3 separate regions of the Mus musculus genome follow, and all the other regions are linked to region 1. A link is a contact called in public HiChIP or PLAC-seq data. All regions are on one chromosome and are shown on one strand. The core of a region is the stretch at or near the end of the contact, and the rest is flanking DNA. Distances in the headings are between cores, read along the strand shown. Region 1 overlaps Gm14009 (a long non-coding RNA gene). Region 2 overlaps Morrbid (myeloid RNA regulator of BCL2L11 induced cell death). Region 3 overlaps Acoxl (acyl-Coenzyme A oxidase-like).

Region 1 (4,656 bases), core at 1,754-4,253:
TCTCTGCATTTGGCCCTCATTCTGCTCCATAGATCCCTGCACTCTTCTTCCAATCCCCCCACCCTGCCCCATTTAACTCAACTTTCATCTTCTGGACATCAAACTGGCCATCTCATCCAGGCCGTGTCTCTCTCCTCCCTGCAGGGATAGCCAAGGCCTCCCAGCTGGGCTCTGGAGTCAGCCATCCCACTCCCTGGGTGTCTCTGGCCTCTTGCACAGTGCCCTTCTGTTTCTGGACAATTCCAACCAGCATCCAGCAGTGCTTCCTTGGTCCCCTGGCCTCCAGCCCCTCTGGCATAGAGACTTTTGAGCTCCTCTCTGCCTTCAGAGACACAGCTTTCAAAATAATCGGATTTGTTCACATTGTGTCTATTTTCTTAACTCCTTTTGCAGTCCTGGGCACAAGACACCCTGGCGAGGCTCCCAACGCTTTCCCTGGAGATCTCTGTCAAGGTTGCCAGCGACCTGGCTAGCTGGCTCTTGGATTTTATCCTGAGTCTGGACACACTCTGAGCATCTGTCAACAGACTCTCCCAGCTACCTCCCTGATGGTCCTTGTGAGCCCGCCCCTTTTTCAGACTCTTTCAGAGTGTGAGTGCTCCCTGGGCCCCTGGAGCTCTTTGTCTTCCTACCCCAGGTGTTTTTCCTCAGACTGTGGATAGAGTCAAAGCCGGTTCTCAAGCCAGTGATTCCAGGTCCATCCTGCATTTCTTTGAACTTCCTTCCAATGGATCTGTAGAGGCTGCAGCCTCACACCGTTTCCTCCACAGAGACCCCAGTCTTCCCATAACTGACACATCCGGATTCAACCTTCCCCACCAGTGTGTTCCCTACAGCAGTCGCCATCCCAGTAGGCTGACATGATGCCCTCCCCAGCCCACTCAAGCCTTTCTATAGAGTCTTCTCACATCATCTGAAATCTATACCCTGTGGTGACCTGGGGGGCACTGTCCTTTTGTCCATGTTCTGATCAAGATATTGTCCCAGAGACTCTCTCAGACCCTAAGGTCTTCCTCCTTGAAGATCCTGGGTATACAGCTTGTCTTGCCCTGCATAGCCTCCCCCCGACCCCCGTTCTTCACACGAGCTGGTTTTCCTTACTGTCTCTCTCTGTTTCAAATGCTATCTATCCAAGGCAGTCATCACTAACCAGCCTTATCTAAAGTGAGCCCCCTTTAGAGTCTTCATCTCAAACCCATGCTGTTTATTTCTAGCAGTACAATTTTAAATTGACTCTTCTTTGTGTTTTAAATCTCTCTGAAATTTGATTTGATCTTTATTTTCGACGAGAACAAATGTACATATATAAGAAATGAAATACATATTTTCAAAATATGTTTATACTGGCTGGCATCTTCTGATCATGTTCCTCAGTTGGACGTCTGTCTCAAATGCTAAAATAGATTTATTTGCATGTCCGTTTTGCTCTTTTTTGATGTTGCTGTGGACCCAAGAAAACCTGCCTCTTGCTTCATACGATATCCCTTGAGGATGCAGAGTGGTGCCTAGCATCTTCTGTTGGGTGCTGAATGGGAGACTGAAGGACAGAAAGCAGGGTTGGAGCCACCTGTGACTCATAACTCACAAAACTCACATGCAGCTCACACAGCATCCTGCAGAAGATCAAACACAGTAGCAGAGTTATTGTGAGGCTATCTGAGACTGAGGAAGGTCCGGGAAGTCTTCCTGGAGGAAGAGACTTGGGACTAGACAGCTGAGAGCCTGTCCCGTTTCTGCTGATTTCTGACCTCAGCAGAGCTTATGAAACTCAACTCAACTCTGGTCATGAAGGCTGGCGCTGATTTTGAGTTCATCTTGTTTCCCTCACGTGTCTGGCCTGTGGACGGAACTGGGATCTTCCAGGACCCCTATAGGCACTTTCTTTGAATAGCTGCATCCTACACTAACCTCATCACCCCCTGCTCTGCCATCCCCAACTCCACCCAGCCTCTTGGACAGGTTCATCTTCTTCCAAGAGGCCTTACCTTGCTCTCCCTGACACGGTCTCTCCCACTGGTGTCTCTGGGCTTTGTTTTCCTCCTGTTCCCACCGTTGTCCACACTCATCTGAGGGTGAATCAGGTTGACTGTGGTAAGAATACTGCCCCAAGGCTCACGGTGACTGGCGCATGTGAACTGGGAGGGGAACAGAGCCCTGTACTATTCACCCACCATGGTTTTTCCCATGGTCTCTATTTGAGGACACAGGCTGTGGTGCCTCCACCATCTGGAGTATTGCCAGGCACCACGGGAGTGAGAAACAAGGACAGCTGTGAGTCAGCTCTTACCAGTGCCCATCGTCTCAAAAACGCGACGTGTCTCTTTCCCTCCTGTTCTATGGGTCTGTGGGCTTTTTGCAGGGCGAGGAGAGGCAGGAGCAGCAAGCAAGAGTATTATCCAGTGCTCTCAAAGCGAGCTCACTGGCTTGCCCCTCCCATGCCTAGCTTGTAATTTGTGCAAAGATGCAGTATGAACGGGAACCCCACTTCCGGGCCAGGATGCCCCTTTCCGTTTCAGTGGATTCTAACACACACAGTAGGAGTAGGTGATTTTGAGGACTTTGGCTCAAGAGAGCTCTGGCAAAGTTTTGGATGACGTTTCCACTAGCTGACCTCATTTTGCCCCGCGCTTTTTAGCCACAAGCTCTATGTTTTTCCCTTTGGGTGTACAAACCTCTCCCAGCCTCACCTCGTCCTTCCACCCAGCGAGAGGTTTCTAAGGAACTGGTGAGGCCACAGCTGTTCTGTGTTGAGTCCTCCCCAAAGGCCAGCACTGGGGTCAATGTTTAATCACCTTTTCATGACTCCTCATCACAAACCAGCTGGTAAGGAGACTATTGTCCTCAAGCCACTTTTATAGAAACGAGGAAACTGAAGTTCAAAGAGGTTTTTTTAAACCTCCCAGCTTGTGGGCTGGACCTTCGGGCATTTCCCTAGTCTGTGTGACTGGCACGCCTGCCTCGTGACTGGCTGGCTCCTGGACTGAAAGGGGGCTGAAAGGGTGAGTCGGTGAAGGTCGGCCCTGCAGCCAGCCGCCAGCTCGCCTGGGAACCAAGTGTTCTGTGCAGGGGTTGAAGTGCATAGATAATGGTGGAATTTACCTCTCAAGATGGCAGGGCCAAGTGTGACTTTGTTTGATAAGCTTGGATTTTATGTCTTTAGAAGCAAACAAACAAACCATCAAGTGGCAGTGTGGCTGGCTGACTGCCCAGAAGCCTGACCCAGAGGGAGAGGCATGGACTCCACCCTCAGGAGAGCCAGGGTTCTGGGGTGATGAGCTTCATGGAGTTTCCCGCCAATACCCAGGTTCCCCTGGCTGGGTTTCTTCCAGCTTCTCCTGGTCTCCTTTGTGGGGTTCTGGAGCTATGGAAGAGCTCGCCCACAGCACATCCATTTTCAGGCTCACTCACTGACAGAAGGGACGGTGGCCACAGTGAATTACACTGATACCACACGACAGGCACGCAACTAAGAACTTTATTATTTGCATTGTGGTTTCTTTTTAAAATTTTCATTAATCATAGGGAACTGAGGCAGAGGCTCCTGAGTTCTGGGCTGGGCTGGGATATATAGTGATACTCTGTCTCAACGGTAGGAATTATTGTTCCTTTTTGTAGGAAGATAGAAACCATTTATTTTTAACTTGCTAGTAACAATTTTTTTCTAGTCATTTTATCTTAATTTTTAAAATTGATACATACGATGTAAAAAATGTAGGCTTATAGGTAGTAATATGATTTTTTCCACTTTTGAGGGTAGTTTTTTTCTTTACTTCAGGTCTTTTGTTTTGTTGTTGTTGTTGTTGTTGTTGTTTTAGGGGTTTTGCTTTGCCTTATTATTGCCAGCCTCCCTGAGAGACAGAGCTGTCTAGGCTGGCCTTGAACTCCCAGACATCTGCCTGCCTCTGCCTCCCCAGTACTGGGATTAAAAGAGTGTGCCACCACTCCCTGGATAAATAGAATCTTTTTGTTGTTGGTTTTATTTTGAGATGGGGTTTCTCTGCGTAGCCCTGACTGTCTTACAAATCACTGTGTAGATTCAGAACTCAGAGATTCACCTGCCTCTGCCTTAGGAATACTGGGATTAAAGGTATGGGCCAGGAACACTGCCTTTTCTCTTTGTTTGTGGTGTGGTTTGGTTTGTTGAGGCAGAATCTCAAAATGTAGACCTGACTGGCCTGGGGCTCACAAAGAACCAAGCACCTGCCTCTGCCTTTGGAGTGCAGTGTTACATGGCCACACCCAGAGCCCAGGTGATATTTTAATACAATGTACCCATGCTTTCACTGTGAAGAACTAAAAGATAATCGAGGACACAGAGACATGTGACTTGATCTTAAAATTAATTTATTTTTAATTGGCAATTCTGAATTATATATGTATATATTGATTTTGCACAACACAGTGTTTTAAAAAGTGCATGCATGGTAGAATGGTGTGGTGGTTTGTGTATGCTTGGCCCAGGGAGTAGCGCTTTTAGGAGGTGTGGCTTGTTGGGGTAGGTGTGGCCATGTTGAATAGCTGTGTCACTGTGGGTGTGGGCTTTAAGACCCTCATCCTAGGTCCTGGAGAGATGGCTCAGTGGTTAAGAGCACTGACTGCTCTTCCAAAGGTCCTGAGTTCAAATCCCAGCAACTACATGGTGGCTCACAACAATCT
Region 2 (4,607 bases), core at 522-3,021, 220 kb after region 1:
TTCTTGTGGATTCTGTGACCGTGAAATGAGATGATTCACACATTGAACCTTGCGTGCAGCCTGCAGCCTAGCGTGGATGTGATCCTCAGGAAACCTGAGTGTGGGTGCTGGGTTTACCTTCCAAACCGTGAAGTCGCCACCGTCAGGGGCAGTCACTATTTTTTATGTCACCAAGATATCAGGGATACTATAACCACCCGGGGAATGCTAGGGAAATAAACACGGCAGCTCAATTCTAGTTTTAAAACCACTCTCCCCTCACCTCAAACTGTTATAGGTAAAATAATACCAACCAGTCACAACTTAGAACTTAGTTAAATACGACATTCCTGTTTCTGACTTATGGTATCATCCATAGGTTTCCAAAGCCAGCACCACACCAATGTTTTGCGGAGCCGCAGGTGTGCAGGAATATAGCACAGTGGTTGCATGCTTCTCAGTGTTAGCGAGGCCCTAGGCTCCACCCTCAGTACTGAAAAACAAAAAACCCCACAAACAAACAGAAAACCAAACCTCCTGTGCCTGGGCAAACTAGCACCCTTTTTTCCCCCTCATTATTCGAATAAAAACATCTTCAAATACAAAGCAGACAGCCCAAAGCTGATCTCTCCTTGGAAGACTGGAAACCAGGACCACGACATTTGTCCCAGGTACAAATGGATTTAAGCTGCAAGTTCCTGGGGCCTTTGCCGCCTACGAACTACCACATCCTTGGGACCTTCCCAGCCAGCTTCGGAGCACCCAGGAAACTGCAACTCTTGCTTCTGAGCCAGAGTCCAGCTGCATCCACACGGCCACACGCTCTGTAGTTATTCCGTTATCTTGCCATTAAGGAAAACCCACATGAATTCCACTGTGGCCATGAACAAGTTTAAGGTTACCAACGTCATCACCAGAGGCTCCGGACTGAAAGCTTTCATCAAAGAGGCCATGCTCTTCTAAGCCAGCGTGGTGTTCCCAATGTCTGACAAGTCAACGGATTTCAGAATGTTCAGAGAGAATTCGAAAAGGAGCTGAGACCTCCCACACACACGTGAAAACTCCAGTAGAGAGGTCATCCCCTCTTTCTACCAACAAGGACATGAACCCACAGCAAGCTAAAGACAGAGCGAAGGAAGTATAGATATAAAAGGCTTCCACTCTTCCACACCTATCAGGGGGATGGGTTCCATAGTGGAAAACCCTGTCCTCAGGGCAAATCAGTCCAGTAGCAAAAACACGCTGGCTTCATTTATATTACAAGAACTCACTTTGCCACCTGGAGACGTTATTCAGCAACGGTAACAGGATCTGTAAAACTGTCGGACTTTCACATTACTTCTGAGTGAAGATACCTTATCAGACACCAAGTAGGTAGAAAAGCCATTTATCGCACGGGAGAGCTGGATGTCCCCTCTTAATCTGTGGGCTTCAGCCACGGGGATTGGGAAGACTCCAGTTGACTGAAAAATGACTGGAGGAGAGAAGCCTTGCCTCACAGTGTCAAAAATAACTCAGCTGGGAGAGCATTCCACTGAAGATCAAAATGATTTGGCTCTCCTGGCAAAGGCTCACCCTGCCACACGCTGGGCCCCACCAATAGATTGCAATCTGAATCAGAAAAAAAGGACACCCCCCCCCCCCCATGCTTGTTCACAGAGCTCAGCAGCGGGCCTGTGGCCAGTAGGAGCACCAGGTGTTTTATCTGGTTTCGCACTGGTGCCCTGAGTCCCTGGGCCTCACCATCCCTAGGCCTCTGTAGGAGCCTAGAGGGGGCCTGGCTGCTGGGGTGGGGGGTGGGGGCAGCTGTGAGGAGAAACAAGGCCCCACCCACACAGGCTATGGTTTCAGTTTCACCCAGCCTCAAACACCATTATGCAAATGAGTCGGGCACCCCAGCTCACCTCCTCCTTCTCATCCTCACTCTTCATCCCAAAGTTGAGGAGGGAATGTGCCGGGGAGGCAGTATTTGCATCATATTTACTTTCAAATGCCCAGGTGCCATTGGCAGCAGATTCTCCTTTCAGAAGGGCAATCACGAATATAAAGTGGAGAATTAGTCCAAGTGTCAAGAGTGAAGCCCTGCGGCTAATGCCAAGCTTCTCACATAAATGGAGTGTCAACGACGTGCCTGGGCTGGGAAGGAGTGGGGCAGAAGGAAGAGGATACCCTCCATTTCAGAGGCTTATTGGCACTAGTCCAAGGGGAGCTGGGGCCCCCAAGAGTGGACAGACAGCCACAGGCTCTGCAGATCTGCACTGCAAATCTCCAGTCCCGTGGGCTTTGGGAAAACAATTCCTTGCTTCACATTCAAGGCACGTTCTAAAAGTAGGGAGGGCAATCATTTTGTCCGCATCACACACCTGCAGTTAATGCAAGTGATCCGAGGTGATATCCACTCAGACAAAAAACAAAATCTGCAGCCCAGAGTAGTGTTTGTAAGATTTGATTGAGGGCATGGAGGTGCAGAAGCGGGCTTTCCTGCATGACTGTGTCAAATGCTGGCTTGGGATTTTTCTTTCGAGAGTTTAGGACCAGAATAATTAGATTGTCAGCTCACACGACCTTGTGTGCCTGGCTACGAGATGCCCTAGGTTTCCCCTAGTGCTTCTCACGTCATTTTCTGGATAACAAACCTCTGTTCCCGTCAGGAACACTCTTCCTCAGCCCCTCTTACTACTCGGTTTCATTTTCAAGTGTTGGGTGTAACTCACAGCTGCAGGAGAGAAAGATGGCTCTCTCTGACTTAGCCTGAGTGCAAAGAAATTCCAGTCAGGTGGGCACATTTGAAAAGACAAAAACCTACAGAGACTCTTGACCAGCTCAGAAAGAGAGGGCTTATGCACGGGAGTGAGGTTTGTCTCTGTTAAGGATGCTGGAACCAATGCTTTGCAGAGGTCAGGCAACTTTGCCCTCAGAGATGGTTTACGATCTTCATACATGATTAGGTCCACAGGGCAAGCAGAACCACCAGGTGCTCTCAGTCTGCCCATACTCTGAGCCCTTAGAGTCTCAAATGGTTTCCTTTTCCTGATGTGTGCAAGGAGGCCTGTAGCTGCCAGGCCCCTCCTGCCTGTGTGGACAGACTGGCCTGGTAAGAGCTGGGGAGTGCAGTTTGGCTTTCACAGAGGTCCCACCGGACACCTTCTCACCACCTTTGGGTGGCACAGTCACTTTCTCTGACTTCCCGTGGCACACTGAGGATCCCTGGATCAGCCACAGCACATACTTAGTGTGTTCACAATATTCTTAGACGCAGCACCTCTTTCGGTCATCACAAATAAATGTCACAATCTAGGACATCTATAAAAACGGCCCCCTGCTTTATGCCAAGGCTCATAACTGATTAAGTGACTGTCAACAGCTTAGCCCTAAATGGAGCATAAGTGTTACCCTCTTCGAGGTCTGGGGAACACTGGAGAAGAAAGGGCAGGAAGAATGTAAGAGGCAGTCAATGAGGAGGGCTCCGTGAAACACTGTCTCTTCAACAAGATGTGGTCACTGCATTCATGAACTCTCCGCAACTCGGGTTACCTGAATAAGGCTGGGTACCCAACATTTCCTCACAGATAGGATGGTCATCTCAAGCCCTACTCATTCTTCTGGGGCTGTTGGTGATTAACGGTTTTTCTGTTTTTTTTGTTTTGTTTTGTTTTGTTTTGTTTTGTTTTGTTTTGTTTTAGTGCTGTGGCCACTAAGTTGTGATGCTCTAAGTCCCCCGTCTGTGCTCAAGCAAGCAACCTCCCCTAAACTCAGTGGTCCAAAACACTGCCCTCAAATGAATCTCTAGGAACTTAAATGTGTTTACACATGTGTATAAGTATATTTACCTGTATGTTAAATTTTATGTAAATAAATGTTGTTTCTTCAAGCCGCCAATCTTAGGATGCTATCAACTCCAGGGGTTTTAAACATTAGAGAATAAAATCAGTGAAGAGATGCTGAGAGAAACAACAAAATCTAGGATGACACAGTCTAGTGGAGAAAGTGTCCCCTGCCTGTGGGGACCAAAGCCATCCATCCTGAGTGGATGATTGGTATGAGTTTTTAAATGGAAGTTGGTAGAACATGCTCAGGAAAATGCACTTCTACATAAGCTAGAGAAAAGTAAAAGAACTTAGTTGCAAAGGGAAATAGGCCACCTCTGCTCTTGTTTTATACCCATGCATATTCTGTCTGTCACAGAGAACAGTGTTAATTCTGGGAAGACGACCACATTTGTCAGGCTTCTCCAGAGAGACAGGACCCACAGGAGATATACATGCATATGTGTGCATGAGAGAGAGATAGACAAACAGACACAGACAGTGATTTAGATTTAAAGGGCTGGTTTGCACAGTGGTGCGGATTCAAGCCCACATGAGAGAGCAGGTTACAGAGCAGGCTACAGAGCAGGTTACAGAGCAGGCTACAGAGCAGGCTACAGAGCAGGCTACAGAGCAGGCTACAGAGCAGGCTACAGAGCCATAGGAGTTGGTAATGCAGGAGCCACTCTTCCTGCGGTGTTGCATTAAATGCTGAGAATTCCCAGTCCTTTGGGGTTTAGGAAAACACAGTGGTGGGACATTGAGACTCTGGGGCATTTTTTTCTTGGAGGTTAGTCTTTCTACTGAAGGCCCCTAACTGAT
Region 3 (4,405 bases), core at 1,817-4,316, 250 kb before region 1:
TAACCAGCAGTTGCTTAAATCCTGTCCCTGTAACTACCACAGCCCTAAGGGGTAAAAATCAATTCTGTCTTGGCAGCAAGGGAATCTATTCTCAGAGGCTAAAGAACCTGTCCAAGACCACGTGGGCGCTTAATGAAGGTCATCGTCTTCCGATGATGCTAGGAATCCCTATGTACCTTGGGATAGTAGTGGATATGAGAGCCATTCGAGAAAATGTTCTCAGAAAAATCAGAGCTACTTCATATGAGAAAATGCAGGGATGGAGCTTCAGAGAGAGAGAGAGAGAGAGAGAGAGAGAGAGAGAGAGAGAGAGAAAGAGAGACTACCGTAAGACCCATGAGGAGACATGCAATGGAAATCTAGCTCTCATGCACGATCACAACGGCTATGGCTTTGCCCAGACTCATGATGCTGATGGAATTCAGAGTCTTCTTTCATTGTTTCTTCCATTTCTCCCCCAACTGCTTTATGTCAGGCATTATGAACTTAACTGCGAGTCAAGAGAACCCCTGGCTCCACGCTGTAAACAGTAACTGTACTGTTTTCTCACTTAATGATCCCTGAAGTGGAGCAGTTTCGGCGTGGTTATTTTGTGGCTCAATGACATCCTCAAGGACCAGGGTAGCTTTGATCTTTCTTCTCTGCAGCCCCCGAGCTGTCAGTTTTGTCTTGACTGACTCCTTTGTGGTCACAACATGGCCGCTGGGGTCCTTGCTGTCACATGCATATGTAATGGGATTTAGCAGCTGAGGAGGACCCATGCCTTCCTCTACGTTTCTTTCTTTTTAGTAGATGGAAACCTTTTCCAGAAACCCTTCAGGAGACTTGCTCTCATTTCAGATCATCAGAGAAAGCCATGTGGTCATTTCTAGGGCTGTCACCGGTGAGGACTTGGATGCCTATGGCTGGATTAGTGAAGCACAGCAGATCCACAGAACAGAGCAGAGCAGAGCGGATTAAAAAAACAAAAAAGAGGGCTCTGTTACAAAGGAGGAAGGGAGGAGGGGTGAGGCCGAATAACTGGAAATATTACTACACATTTAAAAAATATTTTTGTTAAAGACAATCTCAAACACGAAAGAAAGTGACAGCCGAGTTCCACTTTCTTCCCCGGTTCCTGCAGTTCTCAGACTCTTACCAGGGTTAAGTCTTCACTAGTCACCCCTTTGTCTGCTGGACTATTTCAAACATCTCAGACACACATGGATATTTAATGATCTAAATGTGCGGAAGCCCTCCCTTATACTTGGGCCTGGATTCAAGGGAAAAGGCTGCTTCGAGAGCTAGAGGTTGGGAAGGACTAACAGGCATTAACTATTTTTTGCTAGAGAAAAGACAAGATTCTAACCAGATGTAGTGACCCACTTCTGGGAAATCATAGGGAAAGACCTCGAATTAGAGGCCAGCCTGGGCTACAGCGCAGGGAAACAAGAATAAAACAAAATGAAACCAGAGACAACATTTCTCAGAGGAAAAAACAATATCCAGAGGAAGGAGTTCTCCCTGCTGTTGTTGTGGCTGCATCTGGAGTCTTTTGTACATGGGGAAGCAGCTGTCCTAGGAAGTTTGAGTTGTGGATTGGGGGTAAGGGGTGGGGGTGGTGCTCCGTTCTGCAGGCAAGTGCGAGTTCAGCCTCAGGTTTACAGTTTCCACTCTCTGGCTGGGGAGGCCGAATGCTTTCTAAGAGTGGGGTTGGGTTTGCTGACACCTGTTTCTGCATGCTAATAGATTTCTGGGGTAAGATAGAGCGGTGATGTCACCTGCAGGTGTGTGAGCCTGTGGCGGTTTCCCGAGGCATTGTAGCCACATCTGTCCTCAGCTGTGTGGGTCTTTGCTCCAGCAGGCTGCAGAATGAGCTGGTTGCCTGCAGAGCAAAAGCCAGAGGCAGCAAGCCGCGGTGGCCTTGCTTCAAACAAGCGGACTTTCCCCAAAGCTTCGGCTGATTTTCACTTAGTTATGGAACAAAACACAAATGTTGTTTCTTTAAAATGCCACAGCGGCAATCAGAGTATATTTCCACGCACCCTTTTCTCAGTTTCCTGAGGCCACCTGCCTTGTTACACGTTTGAAAGCTTCCTCTTCCTCTTCCTGAAACAGGAAGCTTGCCTTCTTATTTTCCTCCAGGTTTAAAGTGTGCCCTTCTTTGAAGAGAGTTCACACACACTCTCTGTGGGGTTGCACCTTTGTTTATAACATAAAAAAAAAATCTCCATTTCTCTACATGTGCTCTGTCTTGTCTCTAAAGGTCACACGGCACAGAGCTCCCTGCTCAGGGTACATCAACCTGGGCTGATTTTATCTGTGTGCGCTTTGTAAGATGTTTGTATTTGCATAGGACGTTTAGATACAGGGACACTTTGTATAACTATATTTGAAAATTGAGAGAGAGAGAGACAGAGAGAGAGAGAGAGAGAGAGAGAGAGATTGCTGTAGCCTGTGCCCAGTCCAGTGGCTAGTGCAGTAATTACACCAGTCCCTTAGTATAGCGTTCTCGAGCATGTACAATGTAGTGAAATGAGTGCTTTTTGTTTGCACGGTGTGCAGTTCAGTGTGGTGTGAGAATCCGCCTGACCCCAATACATTTTGTTTGACATGCACAGCTGGGGCACTGGAGGATAGTCCAGGCCATTAAAAAGAATGCGAAAAGAAAACACACACCATCTATTTGTCAGGACACAATGAAAGGGAGACTTACTGGGCCTGGATCACACCAGGAGGAAGGAGAAGAGGAAAACCCACCTGGCCCCCAGGGAGCCGGCAGGGGCACAGCTACTGTTGCCTGCTAGAGCTCCCCTGGTCATGCAAACCGATGCCCTTCCCAGCTCCCGGGATCTTCTTGTAGGGTGCTGTGCAATCAGAATGCTGGGGTGGAAGGGAGGAGGTCTTATTTGGACTTGGCATTCCAGGGGAGCCCAAGGTTAAGGGGTTCATCAGGCTTATGTGACATCTAGGAATGGCTTCTAAGGTGTCTGACCGGTGAAGACCTGCTACGCCTCCCGAGGTACCCCAGGCTTTCACCAACAGGCAGGAGAGAAGGCAGTGATGGATCCTTAGGAAGTTGGTTCCTCCCTCTCCCCAGCCACACAGATGCTACCCCATACTCAGCTGCAGTCCCCTCCCACTGGCCCCTCCCATCATCTTTCTTTTATTCCCCATTTGTTTCCTTGCAGGGATCTAGGAGGAAGTGGAAACAACAGGCCAAGCTAATGCTATAAATAAATGGTCGGCTAACCTTGGTTAGGAAATAGTAAGGCACCCAAAATGAAATGTTGCTAAAGGAGTACCCAAGGATCAGTAACATACTGACCAGACTTGTTTAAAAACTATGGAAGATGTGTACCTTTAACATAAAGTTTAGATTGCTGGGGAAATGTTTCAGCTCATGTTTGGCTCTTCATTGCCACCAAGTAGACCAATTCCCATACTGCAAAGAAACACCCCTGTCCCACAGCTGACCGTTAGGCCCTACCCCATACCAAAGGGCATGACTACAATGTTATAACCCTAGACCTAGAGCAATTTTTATGGAGGCTTGTTTCTTTTGGAGCACTAGACAAAACTGGACATATGCTTTGTTATTAAAGGATGTCTTCCTTATTTTTCCTGAGTGTGTGACATGAGTTGTCACTGGGATTAGGGGATGTTTCTCTGTTACAATAGTATCAGTCTCACACTTCATTCTCTGATTCTCTGATTCTCTCTCTGTGTGTGTATGTGTGCGCGTGTGTATGCATATTCACATGTTCACGTGTGCAGTTACATCTGAACAGCCATGCTGCATAGATAGGTCTGGAGAAAGGTCCCTGGCAACCTCACCTGCATTCAGAAGCCAAGACATCTTTGTATTACCTTAGTCACCTGGACCTTTTCAGAGTGACAGCTCTGAGCCTCACCTTGACTCAGCCCTGGCTCACTGTCCCTAGTTTCCTCGATGGCTGTGTAGAGAAGGGCATCAGTACGCTCTTATGCCCTGTAATGGACCATGGTAGAAAAGGTGTCCAAGAAACTCCCTCTCTGGCAAAAGTAAGAAAAATATACCTTGACTGATGTGGTTTGGCAAGAGTGACTTAAAAATGAACTCCACAAAAAACCCCCACACTAATGGGAGATGGTGTGTCCTTGCCCTTTGCGGCAGAAGTTTAAGGTGCCAGTGTGGTTAGCTGAATTCTGGAAGGAACAAAAGGGGAGATTCCCTCTGGCTGTTTTCATGACTGTACTTGTTCAAAACTCCCATTTCCCCCCCTCACCTACATTTTGTTTCTTGACCTGGAACAGAGACTCTCAGAAATCTAACCTTGGCTATATTAGTAAATGGTAAACTTTTCAGTTCACACTGAATAGTTGATAGGAATTTCAAAACACGGTTAAATGCCTTCTTTGTGAAGACAGCAGGAGCTCCCTTCTC

The links. HiChIP or PLAC-seq counts read pairs in DNA pulled down with a chosen protein or histone mark.
Region 2: a contact with region 1 is called in an H3K4me3 HiChIP or PLAC-seq map of the SCID.adh cell line, with 7 times the contacts expected there. The contact joins two enhancer-like sites. A contact is called at or near these places in 1 of 15 datasets of contacts at CTCF or cohesin (large pre-B cells), 5 of 484 Hi-C or Micro-C datasets (CD8 T cells, the HL-1 cell line, bone marrow-derived macrophages and 2 more), 11 of 115 datasets of contacts at active chromatin or transcription factors (CD8 T cells, the HPC-7 cell line, the SCID.adh cell line and 8 more) and 3 of 9 other capture datasets (adipose tissue, embryonic stem cells and liver).
Region 3: an H3K4me3 HiChIP or PLAC-seq map of bone marrow-derived macrophages shows a contact between it and region 1, with 3 times the contacts expected there. The contact joins two enhancer-like sites. A contact is called at or near these places in 4 of 115 datasets of contacts at active chromatin or transcription factors (CD8 T cells, bone marrow-derived macrophages, hepatocytes and 1 more).

What each region holds. Positions count from the first base shown.
Region 1 is chr2:128,177,083-128,181,738 of GRCm38.p6, forward strand. The region is part of intron 1 of Gm14009 (a long non-coding RNA gene); the gene reads left to right. Among named protein-coding and RNA genes, the nearest start is that of Gm14009, 9.7 kb to the left of the region's middle. Within about 2 kb of position 3,004, at least 107 of the 459 cell types and tissues checked have an H3K27ac peak or open chromatin away from gene starts, as enhancers often do. A contact at or near this core is called in the SCID.adh cell line and bone marrow-derived macrophages, where this site is marked.
Region 2 is chr2:128,401,575-128,406,181 of GRCm38.p6, forward strand. The region is part of intron 1 of Morrbid (myeloid RNA regulator of BCL2L11 induced cell death); the gene reads right to left. Among named protein-coding and RNA genes, the nearest start is that of Gm14010, 19 kb to the right of the region's middle. Within about 2 kb of position 1,772, at least 26 of the 459 cell types and tissues checked have an H3K27ac peak or open chromatin away from gene starts, as enhancers often do. A contact at or near this core is called in the SCID.adh cell line, where this site is marked.
Region 3 is chr2:127,925,940-127,930,344 of GRCm38.p6, forward strand. The region is part of intron 9 of Acoxl (acyl-Coenzyme A oxidase-like); the gene reads left to right. Among named protein-coding and RNA genes, the nearest start is that of Acoxl, 74 kb to the left of the region's middle. Within about 2 kb of position 3,067, at least 33 of the 459 cell types and tissues checked have an H3K27ac peak or open chromatin away from gene starts, as enhancers often do. A contact at or near this core is called in bone marrow-derived macrophages, where this site is marked.